Linked DNA regions of Oryzias latipes: region 1 is linked to region 2. The links are chromatin contacts, called in public Hi-C maps. All regions are on one chromosome and are shown on one strand. The core of a region is the stretch at or near the end of the contact, and the rest is flanking DNA. Distances in the headings are between cores, read along the strand shown. Region 1 holds the start of sema3e (semaphorin-3E). Region 2 overlaps sema3d (semaphorin-3D).

Evidence for each region. Hi-C and Micro-C count contacts between places; a contact is called where the count stands out from the background.
Region 1: a Hi-C map of embryo shows a contact between it and region 2, with 2.5 times the contacts expected there. The contact joins the promoter of sema3e here to the enhancer-like site in region 2. A contact is called at or near these places in 4 of 5 Hi-C or Micro-C datasets (embryo, fibroblasts and gastrula embryo).

What each region holds. Positions count from the first base shown.
Region 1 is chr6:19,676,813-19,682,875 of ASM223467v1, forward strand. sema3e (semaphorin-3E) reads left to right here and starts at 4,214. Exons shown (of 17, transcript XM_011476202.2): 1 at 4,214-5,137. The coding sequence starts at 5,020.
Region 2 is chr6:19,596,170-19,602,362 of ASM223467v1, forward strand. It overlaps sema3d (semaphorin-3D), which reads left to right. Exons shown (of 20, transcript XM_011476194.3): 10 at 796-932; 11 at 3,003-3,117; 12 at 3,401-3,470; 13 at 3,553-3,697; 14 at 4,233-4,455; 15 at 4,628-4,710; 16 at 4,953-4,994; 17 at 5,912-6,069. Among protein-coding and RNA genes, the nearest start is that of sema3d, 17 kb to the left of the region's middle. Within about 2 kb of position 4,467, at least 1 of the 8 cell types and tissues checked has an H3K27ac peak or open chromatin away from gene starts, as enhancers often do. A contact at or near this core is called in embryo, where this site is marked.

The DNA of each region.
Region 1 (6,063 bases), core at 2,964-5,463, 80 kb after region 2:
TTGTACCTTCCAAGTACTACCAATTACAAGTAAATGAAATTGTGCAATCTTAGTCATTAAATTCATTCATTCATTCATCTTCTTCCGTTTGTTCCCTTTCAGGGTTACGGGAGTCGTTAGTATGTTTTGTATAAATTACTAATCAAGAACACACACAGTAGGATTAATGTAGACTGTAAGGATTGTGTCCTTTGTTCGGATGATTTACTGTAAGGTTTACTTGGGTCTTGTTTCCTCCAGTCAGTCACACCAGGTTGAAGTTGATAATCACCCACATCTGTCCACATTTTAGGTAATTACCCTTAGTGTATTTAAGTGTCGGTTCATCTGGTATGTTGCTTTTTTTTAATATAAAAAAATGCTCTTCTGTGTCTCAGTTTGTCAATGCTTGTTTATGACAGTTCTAAATCCTGGTATCATCACTTTGGGTCCACCAGTCTTCGACACCTCACAACCTGAAATTCTTTCACTTAACAATCATTGGAAGAAAATTGAGAACATGCCATTTTGTACTATAAATACCATATCTACTTTAATAGTTTGCAATTTTATGTTTATACAACAGAAACACACAATATTTATACATGTTCACCTTTTTATTTATTTTTTTAATTTATTTATTTATTTATTTTACTTCAGCAAATTTCAATTTCAGGTTAATGATTTGAGCAGCTCTGCACCTTCTTGTATTGCTTCAGCCTGTACTGCTTTTCCATGTGTTCCCCCATGTTTTAATTCTTTAGGTTTGGTGATGTATAAATTTTACGTGAGATTCCAGTAGGAGCATAAATCATTAAAAAAAAGAAACTGCAGTTAAGTACATGTTAGAAACAGATGTTTAGTCTATACCACTCACCATGATTATTACATCAATCCTTATTTTGTCTGCCAACGGTAATCATAGTGTGTTTAAAACAAACAGTCTGGACAGAGACAAGACTAATTTGAAAAACTGCATGCTCTTTTTTTCTATACTTTTACTATATCAAAAGTGAAATTGCTGCAAAATGGCAAAAAAAAAAGACAACTGGAGGATAAGTTAGTATTTTGATGTGTGCACATATTTTTCTATTCCAGCTCACATGTGGAAGGTTTTGCCAATATATACCTGAATTCATTGACATACACCAGCAATCAAGCAGGCAAACCTTCACTCACTTACCTGTAGGTCATGTGATGGTTACTATGATGATGGATGTGAACATGCAGGAAACCAGATGGTCACTTTCCCATATCTCTCAAGAATTGTAACCCATTCCTCCTCTTCACCATCTGTGACTTTCGGAAGACCGTTTGGAGAAGGGTTTTCCATTACTAACATACAACTAAAAATTACGAGCCATAAGCTGAATCACAGGAAGAGCAGAATGCCAGAATATTGACCACATAGTCCTACGCTTCGATGCCACACACATTCATGCGAGACAGGCACCTACTTACAGCCTCACAAGAGGGGTTAGTAGCACTCTGAAGGGTGTTTGGGATAAAACAGAACATATACAGAGGTTTTTCCGTTATCCACCAACACATGTTAAAAGTGATTCAAAATGTTTTTGGACATAGTGAATATTATGCTTCTTGTTGCAAACTCAGCAAAGTCATCAGTGGCATTTCTGGCTTTCTAGTTAAAGAGACCATCACTTTGCATTCTCCATTCAGTCATCTGTGGCTCATAAGCAGGCACTCCCTCTCTCAGCGTGGTATCACACACAAGGAAACTGAATCTGAAGAAACAGGATAAAGATCCATGTGTCTCGAGGTTTTCTTATCTACATCTTATTTTTGGAATCAAGGAAATACATACCGCCAAATGCCTTTCAGTGCTAACTGAGAAGAGTGCGTGTAACTGTGTGCGTGTCTCTGTGTGCGTGTACAGCTTTAACTGGCATATGACCGCCACCTGTGTAAACGGTTGGAGTATATCATGGCTCTGAAACACTGGATCCTCAGAGCACTGCTCTTGCTGCTGCTGGAGACCAGAGAAGTACATGACCTCCGTGTGGTAGGGGGGTTGGAAAGACGGGGTGGTGAAACAGCAGGTGGTCGGCTGTAGGTCAGTTAAAATGGGTTAACATGCATAAATGTATAAATGCATGTATAGGTTTCCAATGTCCTGTTTTTAAATTTCTCATTTCCCTTCCCTTTCCTGCTGTCATGCATACTGCAGTGCACTGCATGTAGATGACAGTCTTTATATTGACACAAAAAACAAAGTGAGAATGGTTCAGGCCGTGAGGGTTTGGGACTGTCTCTGCAGGTCAAACAGGAGGTGAGAAAGGCTTCTGTTCCACGGGGTGGCTGTGGACACAACATGAGCATGAATGAAAATATTTTCCCATGTTCAGTGACCATGAAAGGAACACCGCTAGACATTTGGACATGGCTTGTTCAAACAAACACTGGGCATTAGCACTCAATCAAACTCAAATTGAAAAACTACAAAAGCACATTAAGACTATCTGACAAGATCTAGAGGTAGAATTCTCAGTGTAGTTAACACTTCTGAAATTTGATGCATGCAGAGCAAGTATGCTGCTGAGCCAGTGTGCCTGCAACGCACACTGAATGAAGATTTGATGTACCGACAGAATTCCAGGGACACAGATAAAAAAAAGAAAAGAATTTCAATGAAGGTATTAAAAACGTGGGTGTTTGGCTGCTGCAGTTATTATGTGTGGGAGTGCTGCATGGGAGGCTCCTCAGTGCAAGCCAGGAGAATATGAACAGAGACGTGGCAGTCTTATTATTTGTATTCTGAGGCATATGTCTGGCCGATTGATGATATCAAATCCGGGGAAAAAATAGCAGAAGGAAATGTCCATTTGTCCACTTCAAATGCTATCATTCATAGATTGGGTCTTGTTTAAAAGCAGCTGAGAGACCTGTTTTATATGGGAACAAAGGCAGAACAGTTTTTGGTGTCTTGGGTAAGTCTGATAAAAATACACATCACTTTGATAGTAACAGCTCCAGGATGGCTGGCGCTGAACAGTTGCCTCACTCTTAACAACAGACGAGTCTACAATTGCACCACGCAATGCAATAAGAGGAATAATAAGTTACAAGACCTCCGCACACAATGTCCTTCTGTTGTGGTTGGAAACAGGTGCAACGTGGGAGTTGCAGTCAGACACTGGATCCCAGGGTGGTGCAGGGGCGTAGGGTGCTTAAGCAGCTGCTGCAGTCCAATCATTTGCAATTCCACATTACTGCACTTTAAATGCTGGTTATTTGGCAATGGGAACTGATTTCCACACAACTTTGGATGTAACTCTGTCAACATTATTTGTTTGCTGTAATTCTGACAGTATTGTGGAGATATGCCACATAAATCTTTGTAATTAAAACACTTAAATAAAAAGGTGGAATTTTTAAACAAGTGAACACACTTGCAGTCATGAGACAGACAGAGAAAAAAAATTGTATCATACTGTGGGCTGCACAAGAGACAGAGCTTTTACGGGGTTCTCATTTGGGGATAAGCCATTTGCAACTTCTCTTGTAAAACGAGTTATATCTTGCACATTTTTTATGCCTCCGAAGCAATCGTCAAACATAAATTATCACAAATCATTATTTCCATATTTCAGGTCTACAAGAAGATTTGAATGTACATGCAGAAACTGTATTTTGATAGAATAGCTGTAAACTGACAAGAGAAAATGTTTGATTTAGGGAGTGGAAGAAAAGTGTGTCATATACCCACAGGAAAAAGCTGACAACTAGGTTTAAGAAAACTGAGGAGTGTGAGAGACGGTCAGAAAGGTAAACAGCAGTAGAAATGAAACAGGAAAACCAAGAAAAAAAAAATACAAAAAGTGAACCTTGTGGAGGAAAATCCATGGTAACAGTGATAATCACTGTCCACATGGAAACGAGTACAAAGACGAATCATTGAAAGTCAAAGGAGAGCCAGTTAACCTTGGTTGAAGTTCATGTAAGTGCAGCGCCAGTTGAGAATAGTGGAAGAGAAGCAGGGGGTGGTCCAAAGAGGGGCACGGAAGGTTTATTTTATTTTATTATGGGAGGGGAATGTCTTATAGAATCTGACTAAGAAACGCAGCTGCCCAAAAAAAGAGAGAGATCTGAAGGCAGTCTACAAAGAGAGGGCAGACAATTTTCAGCCCTATTTCAGAGAAACACACCCTCCACAATTCCTGCAAGAACCACAGACTTTGCCACACTTAACCCCCCTAGTTTTGGTGGATGGCCTCAGATCAGTAGCTGTGGGAGAAACCATTTTCACTTACTGACACAGGTTGGAACTGAGGTGTGGATCCTCCCTGATTGCTTGAGCATGAGCAGAGTTAGGAGCGAAAGCTTCACTTTCTTCTCCAGTGAAGAGAGACCACACGCTAGACACAAGATCTTCCTACTCCTCCCCTCTTCCTGGGCTCTTGTCCAGAGAATGACTGGCTCCAGAGGACCCAGGAACACAGACTGAGGACAGTGTACAGCAGCTCCAGCTCTTTTTTTGCCAGCCTGCTGGGACAGCCTTTGCAAATTAGCAGCTTCAACACCTTTTTGGAATTCAAGGCACATTTTTTTTAAATATGTTTTTTTTCTTCAGATGAGATACGGAGATTCCAAGCTTTATGTTTTGACAGTCAAACAAACAAACAGACGGACTGACATATGGACAGAAAGCAGTGAGCACTGCGGCGTGAATGCAGCAACTGGACTTCTCTTCTCCCTGGTTGCTAAGACCAAACAAGGATAATAGCCAAAGCATATCCTTTCCACCAAGGTAGTGGGTGGATGCAGCTTTCAGCAGACTGCTATAGGAGGAGAGCAGTGACTGAAAAGAGACTGCAGGGATACATTTAGCTGATCCATACTGAAGGGATCCTCATGAAATGGATTGTTACTTTAGTGTAAACTCATGCAGGAAATTCAAGCCCATCTACTCGTAAACATTATTTGAAGGGTCGTGCTGCGCAAAACCCTGTGCTGCTAATACTGAGTGGACTTGCTTTTTTTTTTTCTTTTTCTTTTACCAGATCAGTATAGAATTTAGAAATGATGGCAGGATACATAAGGACTCAGACTTTGCCCCTGATGCTGCTGTTTCCTATTTTGCTTGGCATGACGCACACAGCACACAGCATCTACCCAAGAATAAGACTCTCCCACAAAGGTAAGGAATCCCTAAAGTGCACTTTTTGTAGTTTACTTCAATAATGAGTGCATATGTGGAACAAGTTTAAGTCGTGTTGCACTGATTTTCAGAAAAATGCATTGACTTTTATTTGGCTTAAAATTAAATTTGACTTTTTTGACTGAGATTAGAGGTTGAGAGTGAAACAGGTGCAACAGAACATCATTCTTTCCAGGTCTCTTTTTTTTTTTAAATATTATAAGAACTTGGCAGTTTATATATTTTTTATTTTGGTGTTTAGAAATGTATGCTTTAGTTAGTAGAAGTAAGCTAACCATGCAGAATCCTGATCTCTAAAGTGCTTTTTATTTTTTTCTATTTGCTCACCCTCAGTTTCTGCATCATGAGCTTCGCTGCAGTTTGTTTTGGTCGCTCAGTCATGGTGGCTGAGAATCCACAATGTGTCTTTCTCTCATGCCATGGTGGCAGCAAGTTGGAAGTGTAACGCTTTTTTTTCATTTTCTTTTGGCATAGGAATGTGTCAGAAAGAGAGAGGTGTGTGCATGTGCCTGTTTACGTGTGTGTGGGGGAGTGAGCGATACGGGATGTGCATGCACTGGTATGTGGACTGATTGCTGTGTATCTTTCTGACAATAATGAGGGTTTTATCTCTTCAGATAATACTCTTGAGTAAACACTGTCTTTTTCACACAGTTTCTTTGATCTCAACAAAAACAGAATGTGGTGATTTAACATAAGCCTGTTAGTCATGGTTGGAAATAGGTGAGGAATTCAACTAGTTAGTAAATCAGACAAATGATCCATATATTAGGAGTTTTGTGTTGTTGTTTTTTTCTTTTTTTCTTTATTTTAAATTTATTAGTAATTGTTCTGTGAGGTATGCAAAACAATTGCACTGAGTTTGTTTTGGATTAAAAACAAAATGCAAAAAAGATACATAACAT
Region 2 (6,193 bases), core at 3,217-5,716:
CCAAAAAGAATATGATTATAAAAGAAAAAGAAAAAAATTACAAGTTAATTTTCAAGTTTTACCTTGAAATGTTGATTACATGAATAATAACAAGTAAAAAGTCCCATTAGTTGTCACGCACCTAGGTATGTGAGATCTGTGACCCATCCCCTGGGGGAGCGGTGAGCTGCAGTTCAACCATTTGGTGGTTAAACCCCCCCCATCCAACCCGTTAATGCTGAGTGTCAAGCAGGGAGGCATTGGGTCCCATTTTTAGAGTCCTTGGTAAGACTCAGCCATGATTTTAAACCCACAACCCTCTAGTTTCAGGCTGGACACTCTACCACAAGACCTTAAAAACCAACTACATACTGAAACTGCTACAACTTCCATTATGACTGCTAGTATTATTAATACTTACAAAACATGAGATGGATCATTTCATGTGTTTAAACACTGAGTGTAAATGTTTTTTTTTCGTTTTTTTTTTTTTTTTTTTGGCTCAGCTTATGTCAGACTGAAAAATCACATAAAAGCAAGCTAAACTCCTTGTAAAGTAGAATAAATCCTCCTACTGTCATTACATTATCCTACCTGGGACAAGTTGAAGATTTATATCCAGCCCAGCTCTACTTTTACTAAGTAGAAAAAGAAGGAGTAATCATATACCTTTGCTGTTGAAGCAGACAATGGCTGTAAATTAACGCGAGCTTTCTGTAATGTTAATACCCCTTTGAGTCGGGGGTTACATGGAAAAATACATTACCTAACTGTACTCAAACAGCTTCCCTCCCTTTTCTCTTTTTGTGTCTTCAGATGCCAAGTTTATTTATGCTCATCCCATAGCTGACACATTCAATCCAGATGATGACAAGATATACTTTTTCTTCCGGGAGGTGTCGTGGGAGGGGAACGACAAGAGCATCGTCTCCCGAGTTGCTCGTGTGTGTAAGGTGAGATAATAAATGTGAACAGTGTAAGATATCCAGATTTACAAATAGGAATACAGCAAAAGCCACAGGACAATAAATGCGGGTGAATACCAAAGAAAAGGATTAATTTGCATTATTTGATGCAGTGAGTTCCAGTTTGTTAGATGCACCTCATTGCCTTTCAATATAGTTTGTCGTCTTCTTTGCTCTTGCAGTTTAGTCACAGAGCATTTAGTTGTGTTCTTGACCACATTTAGGTTTCAAGTGATGTGGAAACATTTTAGCCTCTGTCTAAGTTTGCCTCTGATTTTCTTCTTTTTGGATCCTCCACAATGTTTTTGTCTTTCTGTTTCATTCTGCACTGGCTCAACAAATACTATGTATGTATATACCGTCAGTGTAATTAAAAAATATGTACACCATTTGTTTCTTCAAAATATTTCTCCTTATAAAAGCGATATTTCTCCTGAAAGGCTTTTGCAGTAAAACCAAAAAACTGTCAGACGTTGTGACAGCACAACATTGCATTATATAACTATATTTAAGTGCTATATCATTTTATCTGGACCTTGTGATAGACTGGCGACCTGTCCAGGGTGTCCCCTGCCTCTGCCCATAAGTAGCCGGGATAGGCTCCGGCAGCCCCGTGACCCAGAAAGGGACAAACGGAAGAAGATAAATGAATGAATGAATAATTTTATCTGCACACATATTTTACTTGAAATAAAACATTTACATTCCATAAATACACTTTGATAACTCTCAGCCACCTATTGACTAAGATCTAAAAAGTCACCACACTGTAAAGCTGTCAGACCTCTGAAGCTGAACTTTATGAAGTGATCTCGCCCCTGCATCATGGTGCTGATCTGGGGGCTGGAATGATTTTGTTGATGAATTTGAAGTCTGTCATGTCCCTAAAATCATAGTAAAGATGTTAAGGGGGCAATTGTTGGCGCTGGTGGGGTGTATTTTAGTACTCAACAACTGTTTTCCTTTCAGTTAAGGAGTGAAAGCAAAATATACATTTTCTTTAACTGCTCTCTGATTACCAGACTTCATCCAGAAAATTATCTACTTTTTATTTTATTTTTTGTTTTGTAGTTAGGAAAAGACCTGTTTTCCGTTTTTTTCTCCTTGTCAGAAGAAAAAAACAACAAATGTAAGCATTCATGGGACCATTTATACTTCATGCTTATGCCATGAGTCACACGGACCCAATAGTCAGGCATGGCAAGCAGCTCTTAGTGTTAGGAGTTCCTAAAACAGGGCCTTCATTAAGTTCATGACGAGGGAACACACTTGGAAAGCAGATTTGAAGGAGATTCCTCCCTTGACCTCCTTTCTCCAACCACATTTCTCTTTCTTTTCTCCCACATCCACTTCATATTTATCTCTTCATTTTGCTGTTCTTACTTCCACTTTAAAGGATCAAGAGTCTTTAAAATTGGTCTTTGAAGATAGCCATCATGTGAAACCTCCTTAAGTGCCTTTCCTTTTTTTTTGTTCAGTGGCAGGGTGGGGCGTCTCTTCAGCATGAGGATGTTTTGTGTGTTTTGAACCATAACGGTCTTTTCTTCATCACTCACGTTGCACATCGGCTACGTTTAACAAGGGGTTCCTCTTAAGCCTTCCATGCATTATAAGGAGCTGCCCTTGAAAGCTCTTCACATAGCTCAATCAAAGGTTGCAACTTAAAATTGCAATTCAAATGCTAAGCTGAAGCTTGATTTGTTATGCAGAAATCCTTAATTTTTGAACTCTTCTTTTTTTTTATTGCCATCTGTTGTTTTTTTCTCTATTATTCAGTTTCTCATTTCAATTACTTTTGATTGAAAGTTTAACAAGAGGCTCTCCATTGTCATGGATAAACTCGAGGCATTCAAGTTATCTGTTTATTTCCCTAATTAAAAGGAAACCTGAGTCCGGCTGCAAACCACTGTGTTTTTGTCCCATACTAGACGGTCATTGTACAGATTACTGTTGTACAGCAGTTATGTTCAGAGGCATATATTTTCTGTGTCCTCTCAATGTTGGGGCGGCTCCATATTTCTGAAGGATTTTGTTACAAAGTGTGTGTTTGTGTTCCAGAATGATATGGGTGGGCTGAGGAGTCTGACCAATAAATGGACAACTTTTCTTAAAGCCAGGCTTGTGTGTTCCATTCCTGGACCGGATGGTGTGGACACACACTTTGATGAGCTCCGTAAGTTACTGAAATTAATAAAACGATGTGCCAAAAGATACATTATTTTATTTTGAAGGAGGACTTGATTAGGATTTAAAGAACTATTATTGGCATACCATTTCACAGTCACATATTTATGATACTATGAACTATGTTTGCTTAAAGCCACAAGAATCCACATCAGTTAAAAAAACTGAAAAAGATAAGCAAAATGAGTCAACAAAATCCAATTTGTGCTATAGTATACATAATAGGTTTGTGCTACAAACATTTTAAAACACTCCTGATCTTTATTTTAAAGAGGACATATTTTTGCTGCCTACCAGAGATGACAAAAACCCAAGAGTTTATGCAGTCTTCACAACATCCAGGTGAGCTACTTTTTCTACTGCTTGTGGGAATGTTTTTCTATAAACTAAATTCCCACTTTAAACATCTTCACTTTATTTCCAGTTCCATTTTCCGTGGCTCAGCAGTGTGCATTTACAGCATGGCAGACATAAGAGCTGCTTTTAACGGACCTTACGCACACAAGGAGGGGCCCGACCACAGATGGGTGGAATATGAGGGGAGAATCCCCTATCCTCGGCCTGGAACGGTACATGCGCTCACAATAACCCACAAACAAAAACAAAACAATGACGGACTGCCTGCCATCTTCATGGTTTTGCTTTCAAACTCCTATAAAAAAACGATATATATTTTTTATTGATAAAGTCCTAAAAACAACGTTAAATCCTAGTTTTAGAATAAAATAATTAGAAAGTTACAGGATTTGTTTTCATCTGCAGATCCATTCCCATAGGTTTTCAAAATCCTATTTAACTCTTTCTTGTAATTTGCAGACAGTGTAACTTTAACAGAAAGTTTGTTTTATTTCTCCTTGGAAACCTGAATGAGATATTTGGTACTTTGTAAACTTCAGGTGCACGGCTAACTGCTCTGTTTGAGCTCCACATTCAACACAGATGTTTCACAAAAAACGTAGTCTCCTGCACTTTTACTTTTGACCACCAGGAGGAGCCACTCACCAATAAATTGTTCAAACCGAAATCAAATAGTTGGCCATTTTAAAAAAAACAACAGAAAAAAATCTAATGATGATAAGATTCTTTTTATATTTTGCTCTCCAGTGCCCTAGTAAAACATATGACCCAAGGATCAAGACCACTAAAGAGTTTCCAGATGAGGTTGTCAGTTTCATTCGATTCCACCCTCTAATGCATCGCTCTGTGCACCCGCTGACTGGCCGGCCTGTGTTTACACATGTTCGAGTGGACTACACCCTGACTCACATTGTGGTGGACAAAGTCTTGGCCGATGATGGGCATTATGATGTTATGTTCCTGGGAACAGGTAAGACACTTTCTGGTTTCTTATATTTAACCAGCAGAGGGCAGTAGATTACTTTTCGTAGATCATCCAAAGGGAAATGTTTTGTCTTGAAAAACATTTTCAAGGGCATCTTTATTTGATACCATAAATAGATTTAATATATACATGTTTCCTTTCTGTCTCTGTGTTGCAGATGTTGGCTCAGTTCTGAAGGTGGTGAGCATCACTCAAGAGACCACAGAGGAGGTGATCCTTGAGGAGCTTCAGGTGTTCCAGGTTGGGTAAACAACATAAACACCAACACACACACATAGACAACCATTTGGCACACTTGTCTTAAAAGTGGCTGTTCTTAAGAAAGCTGTGAAATACTCATCACACCTTTATTATGTAAACTCTGTGATGCTTATGGATTTTATGTGGCGCTAATTAACACATTCTTCTAATGTTATTCTTCAAGCCACGCCATAGTAATAACTGTTTATTGTGGTGCTAAAGTTTGTTTTGCTCTTCTGCAGGTTCCATCTCCCATCCTCAGTCTGGAAATTTCATCCAAAAAGGTCTTGTTCTCCATTTGACAATATACAACCTTTGTGGTCATTCATGCCATGTACATTTAGTACAAATACCTTATTTGTTAAAAAAGAAACTGTTTCCTTTTTAATCTTTTTACCTACAAGTATTCAAATGAGCTCCCTCTTTGACACTCTCCACGTTTCCTTGTGGTGTTTCTCACCCTTACCTCTCATTAACTGAGGGTCACAAATGTCAGCAGACACTTCAACCCCAATTAAAGCCTCCATTAATCTCCAGCCAGGTTTGACCTGTAAAAACGTCAGTGTTGCTAGTATTTCCTAGCAAATGAGACTGAATTGGATTTGTAAAAAATGGTTTGAACACATGATTTGAATGCTGACAGTCTTACAGTTATGAGCAGACTGACATGAAATAACTGTATCCTTCATCTCCAGCGGTCATTTTATCACATTTGAGTACGGCATTCCCTTGTTATATCACGGTTCCCCTTTTTGCGGTTTCGCAGATTTTGGATGCTTTAATTTCTTTTTCAGTGCACTGTGTTCTGCGTCCAGATTGGCTGTTGATCTCGTCCATCAGTCTCTTCTGCACTGTTGCTCCTGTACAGAGACGTGGCACATGCAGTTCACCAGAGTTATAGAAATCTTCAATCGCAAGCAGATCTTTGTTTTCATTATTTAATACTGGACTTAAAGAAAGAAAAAAAGTGCAAACATGTTTATGTATGTCTTAGAAAGGTGTATAAAGTGAGGGGTTTTAAAAGCCTAAACATCTGTAATCCTACTTCCCGGATTTCACCCACTGCGTGTTATTTATGGAACATTTCTACTGCATTTAAAACTAACCAAAGTGCTTTTAAAGCCTTTTTTTTTTCATCGGCTTTAGCTCTGTGCATATTTTAAATGTGTTTGTTTTTTACCTCTTCCTTCTTTTAATACAGCAACATCTCTACGTGGGCTCCAGAGAGGGCCTTACACAGGTGTCTTTGAGCAGATGTCACCTGTACGGTCAGGCCTGCGCTGAATGCTGCCTGGCACGAGACCCTTACTGCGCCTGGGATGGACACTCATGCTCAAGATACATCCCTGCATCCAAGAGGTGGGACAAATGGCAGCCAATGCCAGATGTGCTTTAAAATCTCTCTCTTGTTTGGGTATGTCCACTTCCACTTGTTGACAATAAGAGGGGGGCAAGGTACTTTACCACTTGAGTCACTCACCAT